4 separate regions of the Mus musculus genome follow, and all the other regions are linked to region 4. The links are chromatin contacts, called in public Hi-C and promoter capture Hi-C maps. All regions are on one chromosome and are shown on one strand. The core of a region is the stretch at or near the end of the contact, and the rest is flanking DNA. Distances in the headings are between cores, read along the strand shown. Region 1 holds the start of Abcc9 (ATP-binding cassette, sub-family C (CFTR/MRP), member 9). Region 2 overlaps Abcc9 (ATP-binding cassette, sub-family C (CFTR/MRP), member 9). Region 3 has its middle 18 kb from the start of Cmas. Region 4 overlaps Gm46979 (a long non-coding RNA gene).

Evidence for each region. Promoter capture Hi-C pulls out the DNA fragments that hold promoters and counts their contacts. A called contact is a pair of places that touch in the nucleus more often than the background predicts.
Region 1: a contact with region 4 is called in a promoter capture Hi-C map of liver. The contact joins the promoter of Abcc9 here to the enhancer-like site in region 4. A contact is called at or near these places in 12 of 39 promoter capture datasets (the C10 cell line, the HPC-7 cell line, cranial neural crest and 6 more), 6 of 484 Hi-C or Micro-C datasets (bone marrow-derived macrophages, colorectal tumor organoids, embryonic fibroblasts and 3 more), 11 of 115 datasets of contacts at active chromatin or transcription factors (craniofacial prominence, embryonic forebrain, embryonic hindbrain and 7 more) and 3 of 9 other capture datasets (adipose tissue, liver and pancreatic islet).
Region 2: a contact with region 4 is called in a Hi-C map of liver, with 5 times the contacts expected there. The contact joins two enhancer-like sites. A contact is called at or near these places in 1 of 39 promoter capture datasets (embryonic stem cells), 60 of 484 Hi-C or Micro-C datasets (B cells, CD4 T cells, CD8 T cells and 25 more) and 3 of 115 datasets of contacts at active chromatin or transcription factors (embryonic stem cells and kidney).
Region 3: a contact with region 4 is called in a Hi-C map of liver, with 7 times the contacts expected there. The contact joins two enhancer-like sites. A contact is called at or near these places in 15 of 39 promoter capture datasets (the 3T3-L1 cell line, 3T3-L1-derived adipocytes, the C10 cell line and 8 more), 10 of 15 datasets of contacts at CTCF or cohesin (CD8 T cells, the NIH/3T3 cell line, embryonic stem cells and 4 more), 353 of 484 Hi-C or Micro-C datasets (the 3T3-L1 cell line, 3T3-L1-derived adipocytes, the 4T1 cell line and 164 more), 61 of 115 datasets of contacts at active chromatin or transcription factors (CD4 T cells, CD4 single positive thymocytes, CD8 T cells and 40 more) and 3 of 9 other capture datasets (embryonic stem cells, embryonic tail and embryonic trunk).

What each region holds. Positions count from the first base shown.
Region 1 is chr6:142,701,005-142,703,805 of GRCm38.p6, forward strand. It overlaps Abcc9 (ATP-binding cassette, sub-family C (CFTR/MRP), member 9), which reads right to left and starts at 1,270. Exons shown (of 40, transcript NM_011511.2): 1 at 1,160-1,270; 2 at 813-899.
Region 2 is chr6:142,666,904-142,669,760 of GRCm38.p6, forward strand. All of the region lies in intron 14 of Abcc9 (ATP-binding cassette, sub-family C (CFTR/MRP), member 9), which reads right to left. Among named protein-coding and RNA genes, the nearest start is that of Abcc9, 34 kb to the right of the region's middle. Within about 2 kb of position 1,403, at least 23 of the 459 cell types and tissues checked have an H3K27ac peak or open chromatin away from gene starts, as enhancers often do. A contact at or near this core is called in liver, where this site is marked.
Region 3 is chr6:142,737,125-142,739,834 of GRCm38.p6, forward strand. No RefSeq gene overlaps it. Among named protein-coding and RNA genes, the nearest start is that of Cmas, 18 kb to the right of the region's middle. Within about 2 kb of position 1,332, at least 3 of the 459 cell types and tissues checked have an H3K27ac peak or open chromatin away from gene starts, as enhancers often do. A contact at or near this core is called in hepatocytes and liver, where this site is marked.
Region 4 is chr6:142,526,915-142,529,614 of GRCm38.p6, forward strand. The region is part of intron 3 of Gm46979 (a long non-coding RNA gene); the gene reads left to right. Among named protein-coding and RNA genes, the nearest start is that of Gm46979, 7.1 kb to the left of the region's middle. Within about 2 kb of position 1,342, at least 9 of the 459 cell types and tissues checked have an H3K27ac peak or open chromatin away from gene starts, as enhancers often do. A contact at or near this core is called in hepatocytes, kidney and liver, where this site is marked.

The DNA.
Region 1 (2,801 bases), core at 20-2,519, 170 kb after region 4:
GCGTGCTTGGCCCTGGCCCTGCACTGTGAGACGTTCCCCAGCCCCTGGTATGCATAAAACATGGTATCCGTTCAAAACTCTAGTAATGTATCTATCAACTCTTCTGATACTTCTACAGAGGAACAAAGGTTAACTGAAGTAATTCCAAAAACTGCTAAGATATTAAAAGATATCAGGAACTAAACGCTAGTTACTTTTGCCAGCCACTTAAGACTGAGTGAGAAGCAGCCACCTCCCTGCTCACCCGGCAGCGACTGTCAGTTGTGACCCCATTGACAGTGTCAGCCAAGCTCGGGCTCTGGACACATCTAAAGCAAACATGCACGGGATAGCTTTCCTTCTTGCATGTGGAACAACTCACCCCTGAGCTACTGAGCGCTTAGGCAAAGCATCCTGAATGAGAAGCTCACCTCTGAAAGGCACCTAAGGCAGCGACGACCCACCCACGACGTGCCCAGGATGTCCACCCTCCGCCAAAGCAAATGCTGCAATCGTTTCACTGAACTTGCTCAGTGGAGACCTCACAAAATGCGTAGATGTGTCTGGCTGTCTAACTAGCTGTCTGGCTGGTTCTATACAGATCCAAGTAGGAAATTTCCTAGCAAGAAAATGACCACGGACTTGATCCATTATCGAGTCTTAGTCCATGCGTTTACCCTCCAGGGGCTATGACGTTCTGTGACACAAGAAAGACAATGCTGGGGACCCCTGCGCAGATAAGATTGTTTTTAGACACTGTAACCAACGCGGAGCAAACAAGCAAACAATAAATAAATAAATAAATAAATAAATAAATAAATAAATAAATATACCTTGGCTTTGGCTCCAGGGCTTAGTCCCCCTACTGGTGCACTTGAGCTACCAACAGCCTGCCCACCGTCTGAAGATGTAAATTTCTCCTAAAGAGCAAAGAGTAACAAATTTAGTAGAGAAAAAGCTGCTGCGTGAATTGTAAAGGGGAATGGCTAACAAAGTCTCTCTCTATATATATATCAGTGACATCTTTCCCTGTTTCCAGCCGGTTTCGGCTCCAGCCGGCAGGATTGTGTAAGTCAAACTTTGGAAACCTGATCCCACCTTCTCGCCAGCAAGTCCCCTGAATCCTAGAAATAGCGAATGCCTTTACTGACGGAATACTAGATCAAAATCAACAGCTTACAGCCAGTGACTCCTCAGAGTGGTTGGGGATCTCTCTGTAGCAAGCCGAGGAGCTCACGCACTCCATGGGACGACAAGTTTTCCTCCCGGGTCAGCAGCCGGCGAGTGGATTATTTTTAGGGTGGTGGGAGGCCAGCTGCTGCCTCCTATCGCGTTTCTCCTCCGCTGCGCTGCGCTGTGGCCTGGGGCGGACACTGCCGCGCCCTGGCAGGAAACTGCAGGCACCCCAGACGCCTGAGGCGGGGACCCTCCCCATCCAGGACCCTCTTCACCCCCACCCTCCTTGCCCGGATCATCCCTACCTGGGACCCTCCATCACTCCGGCCATTCCCATTCAGGACCACCCTCCCCCAGACCCTCCACACCACTCCCCACTCCTCCGGAGCTGCTCCTACGGGTGAGCGCAGTGAAGATGTGCCAAACTCACGCCATATGTGGATCCCCCAAGACTCCACCAGAAAGCGGAACTTGCAAAAACCGACCCCCAGACCCTCAAAGAGGAGGCTTATCAGATATGAAAACATGGAAAGTATCAGCTCTGCAGGCAGCCTTAGCTTTAGCCACCAAAAAATGATTTAAAAGTGCCATCCATTCGCCCAGCTTCGCCCCCAGCAGGACTGAGAACTGAATAGTTCATTCTAGGCAAAACAAACTGCCACCAGGCATGCTTGTCTCACTTGGATGGGCAGGCACAGGGCAGAATCTTTCAGTGACCCGGGGAATTTGCCTGCTGGTCCAGACTAATGGACCAATGGCACTTGTCTGAGCACTCCAAAATTTGAGTTTGATTTCAAGTTTCAGCATCAACAGTATTTTTTATTTGTTCATTTGTTTCATCGCTTTCACAAACAGATATAATTAACTCTTAAAATAACAAAACTTGCTTAAAACAATATCTATTGAAGGCAGACTGTGGTTGGTGTTCTTCTGAAATGCCATCATTTGGGGGAAAGATGCAGGGAGTTCAAAGCAAGAAGCAGACACATAGCAGGTTAGAAGCCAGCTACACACACACACACACACACACACACACACACACACACACACACACACACACACACACACCCGCTTTTGATATAGATATGCATGTATATGTGACACTCCACAATAACTTTTCCTCTGGTGGTAAGGGGTGAATTTTAAATTAAAAAAAAATTTTTTTTGAGGGGGTGAAGGTTAGACACCCTGGCTTGGACTCAAACTCGCAGTAATCCTCCTGGCTCAGCTTCTAGATTGTTACGATTACAGATATGAGCCATGATCACACTGGGTAATTTTTGGCCTCAGTAACTCTTGAATAAACTCTCGAGATTCCCAAGGGCCAGTTTTGAGTCCTTTGCAGTAATCAGTGTTCGTAGCAACCGTCCTGATCAGATAAAGGCTCGTCAGCCTGGCGGGCTGGTGCCTTCGAGGTTCCTCATGCTGTCCCTAAAGTTGAACTCAGCACCCCATGGCCTCCTGGCCTCCAGAAGTTGCTGCTCAGAAGCTGACCCCAGCACAGCATGCCCCAGAGGAGATGAGAATGGAGTCACTTTCTGGGAAGGTCCTTGCAGCCTTGGCCAGCTTCCAGAGCCAGAATGTACCACTTCCAGGGGCCTCCAAGGCCAGAAAGAGCTGGCACCTACGATGATCCTGGACTGATC
Region 2 (2,857 bases), core at 153-2,652, 140 kb after region 4:
AGATTCCCTGTAGCTGGACTAACTAGAAATGGCGAGCCTTCTGACATGGGTTCTGGGAACTTAACTTGAGTCCTCTAGAAGATCACTGTGTGGCCTTAACCACTGACTCATCCCTTCAACCCCTCAAATAGGACTTGAAACCCTTGGACAGGTGTTACATTAATGCAGAATAACCAATTGTGTGACTGATAGTTGCATAGTTTTTGATAGTGGTTATGAAGCCTTGTCATTTGTAATACAGAGACCTGGCCAAGGTATAAGCATGCCTGATAATAGCTATCAATAACTATTTCTTTTACAGATGGTGATATGGGAGACTTGCCAAGCAGAAACAGCTCCGAGAGGCACATGAGAGGAAAGACAAAATTGTTCTTGGTGTTGTTGTTGCTACTTGGAAATGAGAGATTTCTTTAATAACAATTTTCTCCTCTGGCAAATAACATCTTTGGACATAGTTACTGCATTACACACCAAATACCAAATGCCTACAAGGAATACTACATATTCTACTCCAGAAGGGAAAACACATAAATTATTTCTATGGAAGTAAAGTAACTTTAGCATTATGGGAAAAAACACTCTTATTCGACTAGTTTTTGTTTTTAGGGCAGGATCTCGGGTAACCCAAGATGGCCTAACTTCAGTATGTAGCAGAGGGGAACCCTGAACTCCTGGTCTTCCTGCCTCTACCTCCCAAGTGCTGGGACTCCGAGGATATATCACCCTCCCTGTTCTTTTTTATAAGAATTTTATTTTTTTATTTTAATTTTATGTGTATGGGTGTTTTGCCTGTATGTACTTCCGTGTACCACCTGTATGCCTGGTACCTGCAGAGGCCAGAAGAAGGTGTTTGGATTCCCTGGAACTGCAGTCAGGTTTTAAGTGACAAGTGACTTCTCTTTAGTCTGTTTTGTGGCACTTTGCCCTAAAACTCACAGTGTGGGTGGGTTGAGGCTGTGCCAAGACATCCTGTGCCAAATAAAATTTGCCTCTTTGTCCCAGTTTGTTATAAACATAACAACAGGTGCGTGGCATGTGTCTGTGTGCACATGTTCCACTCTGTGACTGTGACAAGGGCACCTGGCTACTGATCTGAACTGTTTGAAAAGAAAGCCTAGGGCTTGACCTGGAGCAGGGAACTCCTCATGGCACTGAGTTTCCTCAGGCGAAGAGCTTCCAAGCTTCCTCATGCACACAGAACAGAGCTATGAGTTTGCTTCAGCCCATTCTAACACACCACACTTCTGAATGCGCTTACGAGCCCAGTAAAGAGTGTATAACTTCTAAGAGCCCTGAAGAGATATTTCAAAATCAGCTGACTGAAGTCTTAGTCTCCAATTATAAACAGGCAGCTCAGCTCACTGCTGGCCAACTGGCATTTGAGACTAGTCACGGGTTCCCAGGCACTGAAGCAAATGCAGAGGCCAGTCCACACTGGGAAAACGCTTGTTTGGGTTCCCAGAACTAGTACCCAGTGGGAAAAATATCTGGCCACTTCTGTTGACCCACCACCTCTGTAGGACCTGCAAATCAACCCAGAACGTTATTTTAGAGAAGAGAGCTTTTAGAAGCACATTCTGTTTGGCCTCAAGCTGGCCTGGGGCCCTAAAGTATGCTGGGCTTTATCAGCCTGGCAAATGCCTTTTCCCCAAGAGGGATAGAGTGGGAGGGCTATGATAAACTCACAGAGGGTAATATCCACCTTCCACCTCACTAGGATTTATTACCAGGATTGTATACTGTGGGTTTGAAGAAGAGCCCTTTTATCTTTCTCAAATCAACTCTCAAAGTCCTTTTAATGTTTGGCAAGCTCCTTCTTCCAGAGCCATGGTATGTTGTAAGTTATAGGCTGCTTTCTACTTCAACTTCTAGCGCAAAGTCAAGTTTCAATTAATTAAGACTGCAACCCTGGAAGGGGTGCCCATTAAATAGAGAAAATGAAAATAAGGACCAAAATAGAAGACTCTGGCCATTTATCAATTTTATCGTCTGAAGCAGCTTCCCTGCCAGAGTGTGGCCTAATTTGGAAGCATGACTTCGGGACTTCAGTCAGTGATCTATGCAAGCCATCGCTAAGACAGAACAATGAGAGCGAAAAGGAAGGTAGCTGAGGCCAGAGGGTCTGAACTCTAAAGTCCAAGAGCTTATGAACAATTACTGAAAGCCTGGTTCAGAGAAGAGGACTGACGCTCTGTTAGGATACCATCCCCCCCCCACTTGGCCCTTTCCAGGATAGAGTCACCTGCGTAGTGAGGTATCAAGCATTTAGTCACTGAAAAGTTCATAGAAACTGCTGCCTACAATCAAGGTATTGAGCATAAAACTCTAGGTTTCTCAGTAACGCATGAGCCTTGTGGAAATTATTATTTTGAAGTGTTCTACATTGCTGTCGATGGCAGAGTGCACCCTTAAGTGTTCAAGTTTTCTTCGATGTCACGGCATATAGATATTTCTTTCAAAACTCATATACAAATGTGGCAAAGGCTGTCTGCAGCACATGCTGGGATTCTATAAGCTATATCAAGATGGCTAAGTGAGAATGAAATACAACTTCGAGATTGCCTTGTTTATAAGATGGTCTAGGACAGCAGATGGTGGCACAGATAGCACAGTGTGGCTTGTCAACATATTTGTGTCTATGGTACAAAGGGAAGAAATGGGAAATGGTTACCATCACATAACACATGCTCTGGTAGCCACGCGTCACGGCAAATGATAACCGAGGCAGTCTACCCTGGCTGTAAGCATATTTAAAAGAGAAAATGAACAGTTTTCAAGTCTTTCTTTTTTCAGTGACTATGAGCTAGAATTTTTTTTTCCGGCAGATTAAACTACAATCCAAGCACCCTATTCTGTT
Region 3 (2,710 bases), core at 82-2,581, 210 kb after region 4:
GCTAGCGATGTAATAGCAGATTTACATAAAGCAGATCTGGCAAAACGTAAAGATTGAAGGTGCTCAACAAGGAGAGTTGTGTAGGGCTCGGTGGGGTCTCATCCCATTGACTAAGAAAACTAAGTAAAACTGATCCAAAAAGCATACTTTGAGAATGAATTCCCAGTACAATTTATTTAATTATAAATCCATATGACTTGTTATTTATATATACAAAAAATTACGTTTAATTTGACCTTAAAACATTCTGAGAAATTTACTAGTCAACTCTTGTGAGCTGGCTCTAGCCAGCCCTGAAGGGAAAGAGTCCAGAGCACAGGAGATTCCTCCCCTCCCTCCCACTCTCTCTCCCTCCTTCAGCGTGGACTTCCCAGCCTTCCAGCCATGCACGTTATCAAGGAGGGACCCAAAGTGCCAGATACGCTTTCATTCTGCTGAGCTTCTCACTGCAGCTCCCAACTGCACACAGCATGCTGGACGGCAGTGACAATCACAATGACAATAGCAATGAGCTCAACTGCAGTCACCAGACTCTAAGGGCACACTATCTGCTGGCCACTTGTGACTTCCATTAAGCTTTGTTAACTTTGACATCTCAAATTACTCAGCTAGGAGAGCCACAGAATGGGGTTTGAATCCAGGTCTATCTTCAGCACAAATATTTTTCAACCGAAGTGAAAGGCAACTGAGGATCAAGGTCCTTTCTGTGTGTCAGGAATTATTTCATGTAGGGGACCGGAGTGATGGCTCAGCGGTTAAGAGCACCAGCTGCCCTTGCAGAGCACCCAAGTTATGTCCCCAGAACCCATGGTGGGTGGCTCACAACTGCCTATAACTCCAGCTTGAAGAGATCCAATGCTTTCTTCTGCCTTCTGCAGGCACCTGCCTTCATGAACACATAATTTAACATAAAATAAATATTCTTAAAATTATCTCATCTTAGCAGAGTTCATCATGATGCTAGGCCAGGTGCCTGAAGGACTGGCTTATGTGAAGCTAAGGCCTTAGCTAGTTAATCATAGTGAGTCTAGGATTAAGGTAGACAAGTCAGGCTCAATTCTCACCCCATACATGACAAAAGAAACTTCCACATCAAGCCAATGAACCTCTAATTCAAATCACACACACACACACACACACACACACACACACACACACACACACACACAAAAGCCTTTTGTCACAGCCTTTTGCCCAATTCCTACATTTGTGCCAGTTTACAAAATCAAAAACTTTGGAATGAGACCGAAAACCTTTGTTCTCAGTCAAACATTTTGTGTGGTTAATATTTCTCCCAGCCTTTCCCTAGAGGGATCTCTAGCTTCTAACCAGGGTATCTTTACACAAGACAAAATCAATTGCTCAGAGCTATGGGAGACTTCCAGAGGCTGCGTATGAAATGACAATGGCTGTAGGTGACCATAAGTGCTGCTCACTAGAGTAGAGGCTTATAGAGGCCAGGGACCACTCTATGTCCATACCACAGATCCCTGAACAGAACTTGTGTGATTTTCACAGTTCCAGAACATATAGTCGGATTTAGCACTCTTAGCAGTAGGTGTAATGTCAACAAGCATTCCTTGATCCATGACATTGGAACGCTGGTGGTGGGAAAAGCCAAACGTGCCCGCCAGAGCCCCTTTCATTTAAGAGCAATGGCGACCTGAGTCAAGGCTGCATTCCTGGAGAACTGCCAAGGTTAGTGTGACACCAAAACCATGAAACATGCAAGAGGGGTCAAAGGGCTCTGGCAGGACAGAGCATAGCAAGCTTGGTGCCCACCAACAGGTTTTGCCTTTCTCTCTGCCCCCCTGGCTAAACCACAGATTACATGCCCTATGCGATCCACCAAGGTGTAGTCCCTTATATGGCCACTTCCTCCTCCTGAGGTTGACTACCAAGGTCCAAATGTCAAAGTATTGATGTCTGGCAACCAGAAGCCCCCTTTTGGCTGCCATAATTAACATGCCACAGAAGCTGACATAGGAGGTCACAGTTTCAGAGGAAAGAATGCTCTCAGCCAGAGACACAACAATGACTCCACTGATTGTCACCTCTCCACGCTGCACTCCTCAGGCAAAGACTGAAGTATGGTGTCAGCTTTTGTGCCTGGTCCTGTTTCTCAAAGGGAAACTAAGCAACTACGCCACAATAAAATCAGAGTCTCTCTAGAATGCAGACGATCTATGGGAGCATTTCAGTGCCTTGATGTTAAGGTCAATGGGGAAAAAAACCACAAGATTCAGACAAATCCTTCAGGAGTCAATGCTTGGGTCATCCTATCCTATACTGAGGTGCCTAGTAGAGAAGAAAAAAAAAAAGACTATAAATTGAGTGATATAGGAAGGTAGTGATAAACACTAGCTAAGACATGTGAGCAGTTATTGGACAATAACCTGGAATTGTGTAGGTCTTCTAATGTTGTGATATAATCAAGACGCTTTGACTTTATTAGTACCACATTAACTATTCCCCCTCCTATTTAAGTTACAAGATGTTGGCGGAAGAGTGACCCCCCGAAATCCTTCCAAATGAGGAGGGATGTGGCCTCCTCATTTATTTGCGCACGTAGTGGTCGCGATGCCTAGATGGAGCCGTGGCTTCCCTGTTACCCTGGTCTGAAGATTAAGTGTGAACTAGCAGAAGGTGTGTGGGGCGAGTTTCATAAAGAAAAGCCAAGGAAGCGAGTTTCATAAAGAAAAACTGACAA
Region 4 (2,700 bases), core at 92-2,591:
CATACAAGCAATAGTTATGATGGTCAGGGCTGGGTCCTCTCTGGATCACGATGACTATTGAAATCTGCAGTAGCTGGATTGAAGAATTCTTATATGTGTGCACTATGAGATAGAGTGCCTGCATTTGAACCCCAGCTAGCTATGAAGTTTGGCCACTAGCTTAAAAATATTTTTCTTTTAAATTAAATTAAATTTAATGTCATCTCAACTTTAAAATTAGAATGAGACTCATTCTTATTTCATGGAACTACTGGGGAAATTTAACCTAGTTGTACATATAAATTCCAAAGTATTGTGGGAAAAGTTCCTGGTCCAATGGATGCTGGCCATTATTATCATTAAAGCATTAACTGTGTGTTTATAAAAGCTCATCTTCTAACCCTGATTTATATCACTGGATAGTTGATACTGATTGCCAACTTGGCAGTATCTAGAATTACCCAGGAGACAAATTCTAGGCATACCACTAAGGGTATTTCTAGTTGGAATTAACTGAGAAGTCCTACCCTAAATGTGAATTCCACTATTGCATGGGCTGGGGTCTTGGGTGCCCTCTGTGTCTGTCTGTCTCTCTCTCTCTCTCTCTCTCTCTCTCTCTCTGTCTCTGTCTCTCTCTCTGTCTCTCTCTGTCTCTGTCTGTCTCTCTCTCTCTCTCTCTCTCTCTCTCTCTCTCTCTGCATACAGGAGTGGTTGGCTGAGGTCCCTCCCAGCTCCCAGAGCCCCCGATCTGTAAATCAAAGCTACTTCCTTCCTTTGCTTACTTTGCTCGGGTGTTTTATCACAGCGGAGAGAGAGAAAAGTTAAAGTCATCAATGAGATAAATAGATTTACAGATTAAAGGTCCTTCAGCAATTATCCATCCCACATCACAGTCAAATCTAGGAAGCCTAAATCCACAAAGGTCAGATCGCTCACTCCTGATAGTCCCGGGCCTGGAAGCAATCCTCAGCTGGTAACCTGTCTGTGTCTCTATCCGGTTGAAGAGAACTGTGTGGCTTAATCATAATCATGTTTACAGTTGGCAGAAAATGCACACTTAGAGTAAGCAGTCAGATACTTTATAGTCAATTTATGTTCCACTCACAAGAGCATTCTACCTTGGTTTCCTGCCTTTCATGTTGCCTAGAACTCACACTACAGAACACACAATAGGTAGTGTTTTCATCTCTGTGGCTTTGGAGGCTCTGGAACATCAAATTTCTTCTGGCGTGATAATTTTTATTTTCCCTGGAAGGCTGCCAGTGTTGTGTGTTTATGCACTGGCTCAGGGGAATACACACCACAGCCTAGAGAAAGGACTTTGTGTCCCTCAGGTGTTATGAAACACAACCCAGGGAGACCTCCTCCATGCCTCTTGCTCTCTTTCCTGAAACAAAAGCTAAGACAGAGAACATAATCAGCCAGGCCTTCAGAGTGAAACCTTTCATTTCATGGAATCAAGTGGACTAGCTGGCTCTTTGGACTCTGAAATGTCCTGTGCATCTTGCTCATGACCTTTGAACCTGTTTGTACCAGGGTTTTAAATAGTGGTAACATAGCTTTCCTAGTTGAGTTATGCAGATGTCCTCAGGCTCAGCTATGCTTGTGACCACATACACACAGTCTGTGAGTCTTGTGGCCAGGGTCAGTGCTGGCCAGCTCTCTCACAGTGGCCCCTTACCACTGCTTCCTAAAATCTTCTGTTTGAAATCCCATTCATTGTTGGCTTGCTTGTTTGTTGTTGGGTCTTGTTTATTTTATTGGTAACTGATGACACAGGAAAAAATTATCTCTTTGCTTCCATACCCATATTTAGCATCAAAGGGAAGACAGACATTAAGAGGTTATGTCTTCAATCACTCAAAACATCTCCATGAAATTTCAAGACATAATACAAAAGTGTGCGTGTTGGTTAAGTTGTTTATTGGTCACGTCTCACTCCCCCTCTGCCCTCTGCACTGTGCTGTTGTGTTTTTATACTGTTAGGGAGAACGTTCCAATTGTTCACTTGGAGAATGCTTAATCACTCTCAGCCCCAGTCTAATGCCAGCCCCTCTCCTGTCAGGAGTAAAGCAAACTGTCTAAGCGCCTGGTGCTGGAGAGGGTGGGCTTGTGCTCAACTCCAGCTCTGTCAGTAACTTAGCTGTCACGTCCCTAAGTAACTTGGGTCTTCTATGCCTTGCATTCTCTTTACCTGTAAAATACAGCAAGCGCCAGGTCAGCAAGGCTCTGTAGTGAATACTGTGGCGAAAATCAAGAATAAGTAAGCAAACAAGAAAGTTAAAAAAAACTTTTTTGTATACATATGTGTTTATATATATATATATATGCATATGTAAATATATGCATATATACATATGTAAATATATGTGTATATACCCATGTAAACATATATATGTGTGTATATACATGTGTAAACATATATATAGAATAGATGGTAGATAGATACATATATAGATAGATATTTACTTTAAATTGTTTGTTTAAAAATAGAACACGGCAGAGTGGCAAATGTCTATAATCTGAGCGCTCAGGAGGCCGAGGCAGGAGACTGTGATCTCAGGACCAGACTAGGCTATGTTGCAAGTGCTACAGTAGCCTCAGGACCAGACTAGGCTATGTTGCAAGTGCTACAGTAGCCTTATAAACAAACATAGTGAGACCCTGACTCTAAACAGAACAAAAGAACAATTGTTTCCTTTGCCCTTGGTGTTATTATAC